2 separate regions of the Anser cygnoides genome follow, and region 1 is linked to region 2. A link is a contact called in public Hi-C data. All regions are on one chromosome and are shown on one strand. Each heading gives the region's core, a stretch centred on a gene start, on an enhancer-like site or on the middle of the called end of the contact. The rest is flanking DNA. Distances are from core to core; before and after follow the strand shown. Region 1 holds the start of LOC106037726 (protein EOLA1-like). Region 2 holds the start of HMGB3 (high mobility group box 3).

Region 1 (5,617 bases), core at 388-2,887, 410 kb after region 2:
TATTACTTTCTTTTGTCATTATAGCATTAGATAAAAGACTAGAATGACTCCATCTGGAACATTTTGAACACGGTGTTAGAAATATCCAGAAAAAAAAAAAGGATTATGAGAACAGTAGGAACTTCATAAAATGGTAATAAGAAAAATGAGGTCTCAACAGTTAAACTCTATCGGCCATAAAACGGTTCAGAATACAAAGCAATCACTGAAGGTCTATTTGAACTGTTCACCAAAACCAGCCATCATAAAAACTACCTGATGGGCTTATAATCAGAAGAGAATCATCTAACCTTGCTTTCCAGCGCACTTAAAGAATAATACAGTAACAGGAAAAACTTTACTGGAAATATCTGTTATTCATATAGTGACAGACATGGACAAAAACATCCTTTTAATCTTACTTTTTGCTGTATGAAGTTCCTCTGCCTCTCTTAAGTAAAGGAACAGCCCATCTTGCTTTCAGTGGAATTCTAGCAGATTTCTCTTCTCTTCCTTTGAGGTTCTGCAATTCATAAAATTATTTTGAGATTTCTCACAGTTTAAGATATACTTTAATAAAGCTCTGAAAGTCACTGAAATGTGAATTCAACATCAGGATGTGAGCTTGGTGATAATTCTCTTTCCCCTTTGTAAATCTTACCAATTTTTCCCCTTCCATCTCTCCCAGATTTCCTGCTTTGTTTTCCTGCTTTTTACTTCTACTGCAAATTCACTCCCTTTTGCGAATATTCTCTCCTCCCTTCTTTCTTTTTCAAAGATGCTACGTGCATGGAAGAACTCCCCAAATACTTCTCATATTTATAACCCTGAAATGCTGGATACAGCTCCAGCTACATACAGATACAAGTTCATTTTGTATCTTCTGTATGTGCAGAAATTCAGACAGGCTCTCAACTGATTAATTTGCTGCACTTTTCACAGCCCATCTGCATTTAGCATTAGCAGGTGTCTTATGAAGGTCACTTTATTTGTCTCTGACAGAAATTAACTGTTAAAACAGATGCGTATGCAGCTGTAAAATATAGGTTCATTAACTCAGTCAAACTGAACACTTATGGTGGGGGCATACACCTGTTTCAAGCCCCTTCTCTTCCATGTTAAGCCTTTCCTGCGCAATCACCGATTTTTCTTGTGTTCACCAGGCCTTCACATATTACAGCTCCCTAGTCCAAGGGATGGCCTACCTGGGATCCCAGAGAAACTAGCAAAGATACAACTTTGATTATTAAACAATAACTGCAGCTCAAACTGGAAACACTAAAACACTGATGCAAAACACCCATTTTTAACCGGCAACAGCGTGCAAACAAGATTGGGCAGAACAAGCGGGGCTGAATGAAAACATTCGGGGGAAATTTGTCAAAATCGAGCTAAGGTAAGCAGGGAGGTGAGAGACCAACAAGTTTTGTTAATTCCTGAGGTGCCGGGATCGCCAGCTCCCTTCTCCCCTGAGCGGCCACCTCAACAGGGAGCCAGGCTCCTCGGGCTCCTTCTCCCCTCAGCGGGCTCGAACCGTTACCCCCACTTCCCCGAGGGGAGCCGGCTGGGAGAAAGCCGCTCTTTTTGTGGAATTCAGGAAAATAATCTTAAAAAAAAGAAAGGAACGCACGCTTAAACATGTGGCGGCCAGGTCAACGCCAGCCAGCCGCCGGGCGGGGCGCAGCGCGGATCCCCCCGCAGCACCGCCCACAGGCGGCAGGGCCGAGCCGAGCAGAGCCGCCCGCTTCCTGCCGCGGCCCCGCCAGGCAGCTTCCCTCCGGCCCCGGGGACAGGTAGGAAGGAGGAGGAGGGCGAGGAGGGCGAGGAGGCCTCGGCGCCTCCATGGCCGTGAGGCGGCGGCGCGGAGGGCCGCGGCCCTGCGGGAGGCCCCCGGCCGAGCCGCGGCGGGTGGAAGCCGTCAGGCCCCGGCAGCGGGGCGGGCAGGGCCGCGGCTCCGCTCCCCGCCGGCCGCCGCCGCCTCCCCTCGTTGCCCCGGGCAGGGCCCCCGGCCCCGCGGGTCCCCCCTGGCGGCTGGCCCCGGAGCTCGGCTGGGGGCGGCCGCGGGTTTCCGAAGGCTGACAGCGGGGCGCTTGTGTTTGCTCGGAACCAACAGGTGCTGATGTCCGGGGAAGGATGAAGCTCGGCTGCCTTTCGTTCCGGCAGCCCTACGCAGGGTTGGTTTTAAACAAAGTCAAAACGATCGAGACTCGCTGGCGGCCCGTGCTCGCCCACTACCAGAACCGCACCGTCGCCGTCCACATAGCCGTCAAGGACTGGGAGGACGAAACGTGGCGAGCTATTCTTCTGAGTAGGCTTGGTATGACGGCAGGGCAAGTGCAAGACTTGTTGGATGAAGGGGAGAAGTTTGGCAGGGGAGTTATTGCAGGTAAGCAACCCTAGGTTATATTTTCGAAGCAAACATTTCATCTGTTAGCGTATTTGCTTCAGTCACATGCCTGCTGTTCATGGCTATGCTCATTGCTTTAACACTTGCTTTGAGGTAGCGCTGACTGAGTTGTGGCCAGGGTCTACCTCAAGTCCCCATTGCTGTAAGCTCAGCTCCCTGAGGGACATTGCAAATTAAATGTGTCCTTTTCCAGTGTGCTGGAAATGGGTGTCCTGAAGTATCTCTGACCTTTAGGATAAGAAGTTTCAGTCAGGCCTCTTTTAGGGCCTTGAGTTCTTAAAATTATCTTTGACCCCTAGAACCTCCTCCTTGGAGTCTGCTACAAAATAGGAAAAGTGAAAGAGAAAAAAATATCTGCCTGCTTAATTGCTTGCTGTTACCTCAGGCTGTGGAAATTGCATCAAGAGAAAAACTGTATGTTTCACACAGCCCAGAATACTGTAGAAGACCCTTATTCTTTCTAAAATAGATTCAGACCTCTACAAAAAACTAGGAAATAAAATAAATTTGTGCCAACTCTTACAGTATGATAGTATGAAAAAGGTTGGATAGTATCTTGTTTAATGATAATAAATGTCAGTTCCACATTTTTTCATTTTTGAGCTTATGAACTCTTACTGAAACAATTTTACTGTACTCATAGTCAAGTGGAGTTATGACATTGTATTGCCTTGCATGTCAGATTATTACATAAATTCTATTTCAGTTCTACAAATGCTCCAATAGTCTTGTTATTTGGGCAGTAAAGAATTTTATTTCTGTAACAAAGTTAGGAGTGATGCTTTTTATATTATATTTCAGCACAATATAATAATGTTGTTGCACTGAATACTTGCAAAGTTTGTATCAGGCGCTCATTTTGCACTTTTCGTTGTAGGTGTCAGTTCTTTTCTCATGCCATCTATCTTGCATTCTTATTTGAATATTTTTAGCTATTCCTGCAAAGTAAATTATGGCTATTACATGTTCCAAAAAACTGTTCCAGTTCTACAGTTCTGAAAATCGTTAGGTGTTAAGTAACGTGTAGATTTGTAGCCTTCATATAAATTGCATGCTAAACTGTGGAGTGGGTATAAGAGCTTCTTTGATCTTTATTTTAAAATTTTTAATCATTAAACAGCATAGAAATTCCCTTTTGTGACTTTCATTGAGGTAAGTAAATTTTATGAGAGTAAAACAGGTTCCAGAGAGGGAGAATTTCCACATGGCTTAATGATTTTAAGATGTTGATAAGAGTAGAGTCCTGATATGAGCAGACAATTTTACTTTAATGAAGCTACTTCAAGCCAAATGTAGCTCAGCAGTTTTTGGTAGCATCTCCGTCTCATTAGATGCAGGCTTCTTTTAACAGAATCATCTATTGCTGTGTTATTACTGCAAGCTTCAACTGTTCTTGAAGCAGCCTAACTTCAGTCATACAGGCTGTCTTCTGCAGTGATCGACACTTGCTTAGTGTGCATGCTTCGTACTGTGTCCTTCTGGTAATGTACACTAGCTGCTTTGTATGTCCTCTGGGAGGTTTACTCGTGGAAAACTTTTTTCTAGGAATTCAATCACCAACTAATTGTTCTCCTTTTATAATACAGGATTAGTTGACATTGGAGAGACATCACTATATCCAGAAAATTTACCTCCTGAAAAGGTTTTGGAGCTGGAAAACAAAGCTGTCCTTAGTAATCTAGAACAGAAATATTTAACTGTTGTTTCAAATCCAAGATGGCTTCTGGAACCAATTCCTGCCAGAGGGTTTAGAGGTGTGTGGCAGGTGAACATCCCTGATGAACTGATCCCCTCAGAATGATAGGAGTTGCCCCACACTGTATTTTTTTCCTGTCTAAATGCAAACTGGTTATTCACAAGTCACCATCCTGAATACCAGTGAATTACTTAGTATTCCTTCCAGTATGAATTGTTTGAAGTAGCAAGAATTGCTATTTTGAAGCAAGATAATCAAGCTCTCATTTTTATGATCATTATTGGAAATTACTGATGTTTTAGTAGATTAAATATACATACAACTGTAAATAAATGAGAATTTTCTAATAGTGGTTGAGGTATTGTGTGTCGATTTAAATTGTGATCAAATACAAGCATAATGTTATATGAGGCATTATGAAGAAATACATGAAAGACTCTTCAAAAAACGGTGCTTGAGAGCAGACTTCTATCATTGTTACTGGATAGGATGTGTGTATATGATTACAGCAGATGGTGTATAATTTTAAACTTAAAGACTAGATTTTCTCATTCATGGGTTAAGTACATGTGCATATGATGGAGGGAGCAGACTGGAATATAGGGCCCTGTGACCTGACAGCCTTTGTAGAAGAAAAATCAGATCTCTCAAATAAGAAAATGCTTTATCAACATGGACCGGTTCCTCTTTTGAACAGTCATTTTCTAAAGTCATCATACAAAAAAACAGTAATGAAGACCAAGTTACTATGTTTATACCAGCTATAAAACCTGCAACTAATGCTTCAGGTGTAAATTACACACACAACACAAGAAGAAAGAGTTTATTAAACTGCCAAACTACTGGGAGAACGGTGTACATGTTGCTCAAAAGGAGCTAGAAGAATGAACCTGGAAAAGCAACAAAAGCAACACTTAACTCCCAAGCCAGTGCAAAGGTTGAAATACTTACATAATAATTCACATAGCTAACTCAGAAGCATCATTTAAAAGCTGCGATACATTCCATTCCACCCCCCAAAAGCTTTCCAGTCTTGCCTTAGAAGCGCAAAACACCTGTGCTTTTGCAGTTAAGGTAATGATTGTGGCTGAAAAAGAAAAGAAGGAAAGAGGTACTATACCAAGACATCTCCAAAGTACTTAGCACAGACATGAAAATCAAGTGTATATTTAGGACCTGAAAGACACTTAGAATAGCATAGGCAATTCATACAGGCTTTTTAAAAAAATACTTTTAGATAATACTTATACTGTACAGGACGAGACTTTTAAACAATATATTACACTGCTAAAATGTTCATATAAATACTATACAGGCAAGTGTGCAACCAAGCCATTAGGAAGGTTCACAAAATCTCTGTGGAAAAACCTCAATTTATCTTCTAGATCTGATTTCTGTGATCCAAGCCACTGATCAAGCAATAGCTATTTTTAAGTAATTGGGACAAGGCATGAGATGAGCTGCATTTGTCTTTTGATTCCCAGTTCCAGTTTAACAGGCTGTTGCCATCTTAATCTGGCATATCGATATTTAAT
Region 2 (5,809 bases), core at 1,357-3,856:
AAGTTTTACATAAATATATTTACATCATGTCCAAAGACGGGCTATTAAATACACATACTCCTGCCCAGCAAGCATTATATATGAACTAATATAAAATATTTTAGTTGGCTACCACACTGGGGCTTGAGCAGTGCACATAGTGCTGGCCTGCGACTCGTCCCTTTAGCAGGGGAGTTCCCGCGTTAGCAGCTGCTGCCCAGGTAGGAAGGGTTATTCCTCCTGCATAAGTGCAATAACCTCGACAGATAAGGAGTTGGGCGAAGACCGTCCAGTTTGAAACACAATGGGACCTGCGGGGCTCTGACTGGAGAGCCACGCTTGGTCTTGCTCCACCAAGTGACACCACCAAGTGACACCAAGCTCCACCAAGCTCCACGCCTGGCGCCGCAGTGGGCAGCGCGAAGGAAGACGTGACCGGCCACTCGCCGCGAGGAAGACGCCAACTTTCGGGCCGTGTCCTCCCCACCAACTTTTCCCCCCCCGGAGAGGCAGGAAAGCCAAGCGGAGCGCAGCAGCCCCCGAGCAGCGCCCTGGCACCGCGGCGCTCCCCGCTCGCAGCGCTCCCAGCCCGACGCGGGCGCTCCAGCGCCGACCCACGCCGTGCGCGGCCGGGAGCCGGGCGAGGGGGCTCGGGCGAGCAAAGTTTGGCGCGAGCGGGCCCGCGGTCGCCCCGGCCTCCCCTCCCGCCATCTTCTCGCCCCCCCCACCCCCAACCCCCCCCCCCCCGGCCAAGGTCACCGCCGGCGGCCGGAGCGGGGCGCGGGCACCTGCGGGCGGAGGGGGCCGGGGGCCGGGGTGGGGGGGGCCCCGCTTAGCGGCGGGGCGGCCGTCCCCTAATAATTCATCTTCCATTTTGTGAAGCGCCTCCCGATGAAAGAAAGTGCCCCTGAAATGCGGCGGGCCGGCGGGCTGGGGGCGGCGGGGGGCCGGGCGGCGGCCGGGGGGCGGCCGTGGGGACCCCTCCGCCGTCGGGTCCCGCTGCCACCGGGGGAGCGGCTTCGGCGGCGGCCGCGCTCGGCGCCCAGGGCCGGCGCCGCTCGCTAAGATGGCTTCTCCCGGCGCCGCCGCCGCCGAACAAAGCCGCGCACCCCCCTCCTCCGCCGCGCTCGCCCCCCGCGCCCGCCGCCGCCCCCGGCCCCCGCCAAAACGCCGCCCCCGCCGAGCGGGGACCCCCCCGCTGCCGCCCCCCCGGGGCTGCGGGGGCTGCGGGGCCGGGGCTGGGGCCGGGGAGCGGGTTGGAGGCGCTTCCCCCCCCCCCCCCCCCCCCCCCCCCCCCCCCCTCCCGGAGCCTGCCTAGCGCAATACTCTGTAACAAAGGCTCCCGTGCAGCCATTATAGCCGCGGCTACGCTCCTCCGCGCCGCCAGGAAAAAAAGTGCGAAAAGGCCCCCCGAGCCCCCCCCGGGGCCGGAGAAGGGCACGGCGAGGTGGGGAGAGAGGAACCGGGGCGAAAGCGAAAGGTTTGAGCCCCCGGCGGGGCGCCGGGGGGGAGATTTCCCCCGCCGCGACCCCCCTCCCCATCGCTGCGCTGCTTACACGTCTTTCTTCCCTTCGCCGGGCTCTCCAGCGCCAGCCATGTTAATGCCCACAGCACGGGCGGCGCGGCGCGGGGAAGAGGCGATGCGGGGCTCGGCCGGGGGCTCAGCCCCGCAAAAAGGCCCGGGCCGGGCAGGGGAAGGGCGGCGGGGGCGGAGGCGAAGCCACGGGGGGAGCCGGGAGGCGGCGGGGCCGAAAAAAAAACTGTTTCGCCGGGACACACGGGCGCAGCGCGCAGGGTTTATCCCTGTCAGATGCTAAAGCGACAGCCATATTAATGCAGAATAAACAGCAGGCACGGCATTGCGCACGGCCGGCAACTTTCCCCCCGCCACCAGCCCCGGCCATCCCCACCCGGGGGGAAAGGGGGGCAAATAAAAGCCGAGGGCGCCGCGCGTTTTGCCGGGCGGCGGCGGCGAAAAATCCCTGCCCATGCGGGGGAGAAGAGGAGTTAGTCCCGGTGTAGTTACCGCACCAGCCATGTTACTCCCGGCGGCACGGCGCGGGGAAACGGGGCTGCACCGGGGGCAGGCGGCGCCGGGGGGCGACCCCCCGGGGGGCAGGGGCGGAGGACGGGGGGCAAACGCTGCGCCCCGCGGCTCCCCCGTAACCCCGCCGGCTGCCCGCTGCATCGACCCGCGCGCTCCTCTCCCCGTGCGGCGTCGGGAGGGGTGGGTGGGAAAGAAACTTTTTTTCGGGGGAAAAAAAAAATTATTATTATTATTATTATTATTTTTAAAGAAATCGGGAGAAGGAAGGAAAGGAAGGGGAAAAAAATAAAAAAAACCAGGGTGCCAGGGGAAAAGAAGGAGGCGAGGGAAGGCGGCGGGGCAGGGCGGGGCGGCGGCGGGGCAGGGCAGGGGGCAGCCGCCCCCCGAAAAGTTGCGGCGGGGCCGCACGTACCTGTATTGTTCGCGGCAGTGTGGCCGGGAGCTGGAGCGCAGGGCACGGCGCGGGGCTCGGCGCGGCGCGGCTCAGCCTCGCGTTGGCTGCCTACGAGAGCGGCCTGATTGGCTGCGGGGCTCCGCCGTTTAAAACAACCTCCTCGCCCGCTCATTGGCCCGCCGCCTCATGAATATTAAGCGCCGCCCCGCGCCCATTGGCCGCCGCCGCCGAGGCCGTTCATTCAAAACTGAGCGCCCGCCGGGGGTGAACGGGGCGAGGCGGCGGCGCGCCCCCGGGAAAAGTTTGGCGCGGGGGGCGCGTGCGGGGGCGCGCCCGGGTCCTTATCCCGCCACGTGGGGCCGAGCGCGGAGACCCCCCCGCGGCAGGGGGTCGGCGGTTCCGGGGAGGGTTTTGGAGGGGGATCCGCAGCGCGGAGCCCCGCAGGGAGGAGGGATGCTGCGGCCCCCCTGGAGGTCGCGGGAAGCCCCCCGGCAGCCGCTGGTGTGTGCGGTTCCTGCCCCGGAGCCGCCAGGGCCCGGTTCCGCTGTCAGTGGGGCTGTTCGCAGGGCCGGCCACCGCTGTGCGGAACGGCAAAGGAGCCGAGTCCAAAATAAAGCCCGATGACAGGCGGTACACGCGATGGAAAAGAGCTGCGGGGCTTCACCCGCTCGTTCAGCAAGTAAAAACACCGCCGCGACTAGCTGGAGTTATTATTTCCAACCCACTTCCACAATCTGGTTGATATTAGCTTTCGAGGATTTGGTGGCTGTTACAGAGGCTGGCTGCGTGCAAGGAAATCTCCACACACGCACTTGGGCTGAAACGAGCCCAGCTCTGGGGCCGAGGGCCGAGGTCTCCTTCGGCTCCCTTGAAAGAGCTGCTTCCCATAGGGTAGCTGCCGAACGGCTGAACTGGTATTAGTGGCTGACCACAATTGTTGGTTGGCTCGGAAAAAGAGAGCTGTTATTTTAAGGCTGGAGCGGTAAGACTCAGAAACCACTGCATACTGTTATGGGCTGGGCGCAACTGCCACCCTCCTTTAAGATAGCCAGAAGAAACAGTTGCCCTCTTTAGGGAACAGATAGCGCAAAGAAGCCTCCGCCCTGGGCTGAGGTGCTGCCAGGCAGCAAGGTTCGCCAGGCACTGCCCCGGCTAAGTGCTTATGGCTCTAACAACATGGCCACAGGTTGCCTTTGCTGGAAGAGACCGACACAAACTGCCTGATGAGACACAGAGGAGTGCCAGCCTCCCGCTGACAGATCCACTGGGAAAGGCGCAGAATTTCACGGAGGATTTTAGCCCAAGTCCTCCCTGCATTTCTCCCTCGGGGTGCACCTTCCCAGCCCATCTAGCAAACGCCCAAATCCAATTGTCATCCCTACGCAGAACTGCCCGAGGTTCACTGAGACCTCACGCACGTGTCCTTGGGCTTTCCAAAGCATGGATGGTAAAACCAGTCTTACTAGCCTCGCGCCCTATTTCCACGTTCTAAAACCAAAAGCTTAAAACAAGGGGCTCATTCATAAACATTAATGAGGCTACCTGAGGGACTGTATTCTGTAGCATCATCATAAAATAAGACAAGCAACGCTACTGCAGGATAATCTCTTTGTAGCTGACAAACATCACTCTCACCTATTTTTAGGTATACTTTAAAGTGTTTCAAACTAGTTGAATAATTAAGTTTTTTTTTTGTTTGTTTTTGTTTTTTTTTTTTTTTCTTTGGCTCTGGAGCTGTGCAAATTCTTGCTCTGGAACACTTTCTTCCTCAAACTATGATCTCGTCCTAAAGAGCACACCAAGCTGGGAGCAGCCCAGATGGACAGACTGTTGAGCTTGCTCAGGACCGGCACCTGGCATCAAATGTGCAGTCCTGGTAGTCATCTCCCGAGCATCCCTCCTATTTCTCATAAGCCAGGAGAAACATTCCCTAAGATGCTTGTTCTAGGAAGGCTGAGAAAGTTTTGACAGCTGGTCAAGGGGCAAAGGAGATATTTTGGTAGCTGAGAGACAGCTGGGTTTAAGGTTTTGTCCCAGCATGGTTTTGAAAGCAGCGGAGGGCTGAGTAACAAACGGGTGAACATAACACCCCAGGGAATGCTTGTACTCACCTCCCGAATCGCCACTGCTGAAACAAATCCTCCCCCAGTGCCCTCTGCCCCGTGCATCGCACCTGGCCACCCGTGTCTAAGCACTTTCCTGTGCTGCACCAGGAAAACAGCCTAGAAAGTTGGCTGAGCAAATTCAACCTTTTGCTGCAACTTCTTCCAGGCCATGCAATCCCAATTCCTCCTGCCACCTGGCTCCGGCCTTCCCCTGAGTCCTGTGGGAGCCAGTGCAGCTCACTAACCTAACAAAAAATAAACAAAACCCCAAATTGAGCCCTCCCTGTTTAATTTTCTGCTGGATTAGTGAGCTGAACCAAGTACCAAGGAGTTAGGTGAGTCCCAGAGCCAAGGCAAAGGAGGGTGCAGAAGGGAACAGCCAGGACTACCCTGTTTGACAGCAGCTCACCAACAGACCAGTCCTACTCTCCTGCTCAAAACATCGGTGTGTCAGTAACTTGGGTGAGGAGAGGGAGGGGGTTTGTTCCATATCTCCTGTAAATGTGGGTTTGGCAAGTTTTAGGGTTTTCATCCTCTTTTTTAACATTACAGACATAAGGACATGCTTGTCATGCTCTAGGAAGCACGAGAAGAAAACCAAATCCAAAAGAAACTTCTGGGTGCCTGGTTCTTGCAAGGCTTGCAATGGTCCCAGAATGCAGGGAGAGCTCAATGCACAGTCTTGTACCTACTCTTCAAAAAGATCTGACCTGATGCCCCCCATGACTGCTACAGACAGATTTTATTTTGCAAGCACATGCCATGATTTTAAGCAACTGACAGCCATACCCAACATCCCACAGCAAGACCCAGGCTAGGCAGTATCTTGAATATAAGGACTGAGATAAAATTTAATCCAAGGTCCCAAAGCAAGCAGACAGCTTCAAATACTTCCAGTAGCTTGTTGCTGAGAAGATTCCCTGCCAAGTTCCGTCCCAGCTGATGTCGCCAAGCACTGAAGGTTTCCCTTCTGTATAGATCATGTTGGTCCAGGAAACAACAGAGCTGCAAACTGCTGAGGCCAAGTCAATACCGGCCAACGTGGAATGACATCTCCTCATCAGCTAGAGATGATTAGAACAGGGAGGCTGCATTGAAAGAATCTGGAGTCACCAAGGACTCCTTGGACAAATCAATCGATTATACACAGATACACTTCAAATTACAAAATGAAACTCTTTTTTCTGCTCCACAAAATTGCCTGAGGTCTAGAGTGAGTTTACCTGTTCCTCCGCCAACAGCCAGATCTCATCTGAACACCAGCCACAGCTTGGTGAGGACGGC

The links. Hi-C and Micro-C count contacts between places; a contact is called where the count stands out from the background.
Region 1: a Hi-C map of granulosa cells shows a contact between it and region 2, with 2.1 times the contacts expected there. The contact joins the promoter of LOC106037726 here to the promoter of HMGB3 in region 2. A contact is called at or near these places in 2 of 7 Hi-C or Micro-C datasets (granulosa cells and liver).

Annotation. Positions count from the first base shown.
Region 1 is chr13:8,747,143-8,752,759 of Taihu_goose_T2T_genome, forward strand. LOC106037726 (protein EOLA1-like) reads left to right here and starts at 1,638. Exons shown (of 3, transcript XM_048080230.2): 1 at 1,638-1,772; 2 at 2,093-2,365; 3 at 3,973-4,434. The coding sequence starts at 2,113. The coding sequence ends at 4,187. MAMLD1 (mastermind like domain containing 1) reads right to left here and starts at 1,748. Exons shown (of 6, transcript XM_067004997.1): 1 at 1,610-1,748; 2 at 402-502. It overlaps TMEM185A (transmembrane protein 185A), which reads right to left. Exons shown (of 7, transcript XM_048080206.2): 7 at 4,892-5,617. The coding sequence ends at 5,593.
Region 2 is chr13:8,338,391-8,344,199 of Taihu_goose_T2T_genome, forward strand. It overlaps HMGB3 (high mobility group box 3), which reads right to left and starts at 2,607. Exons shown (of 6, transcript XM_048075252.2): 1 at 2,506-2,607; 2 at 2,439-2,503. The coding sequence starts at 2,592.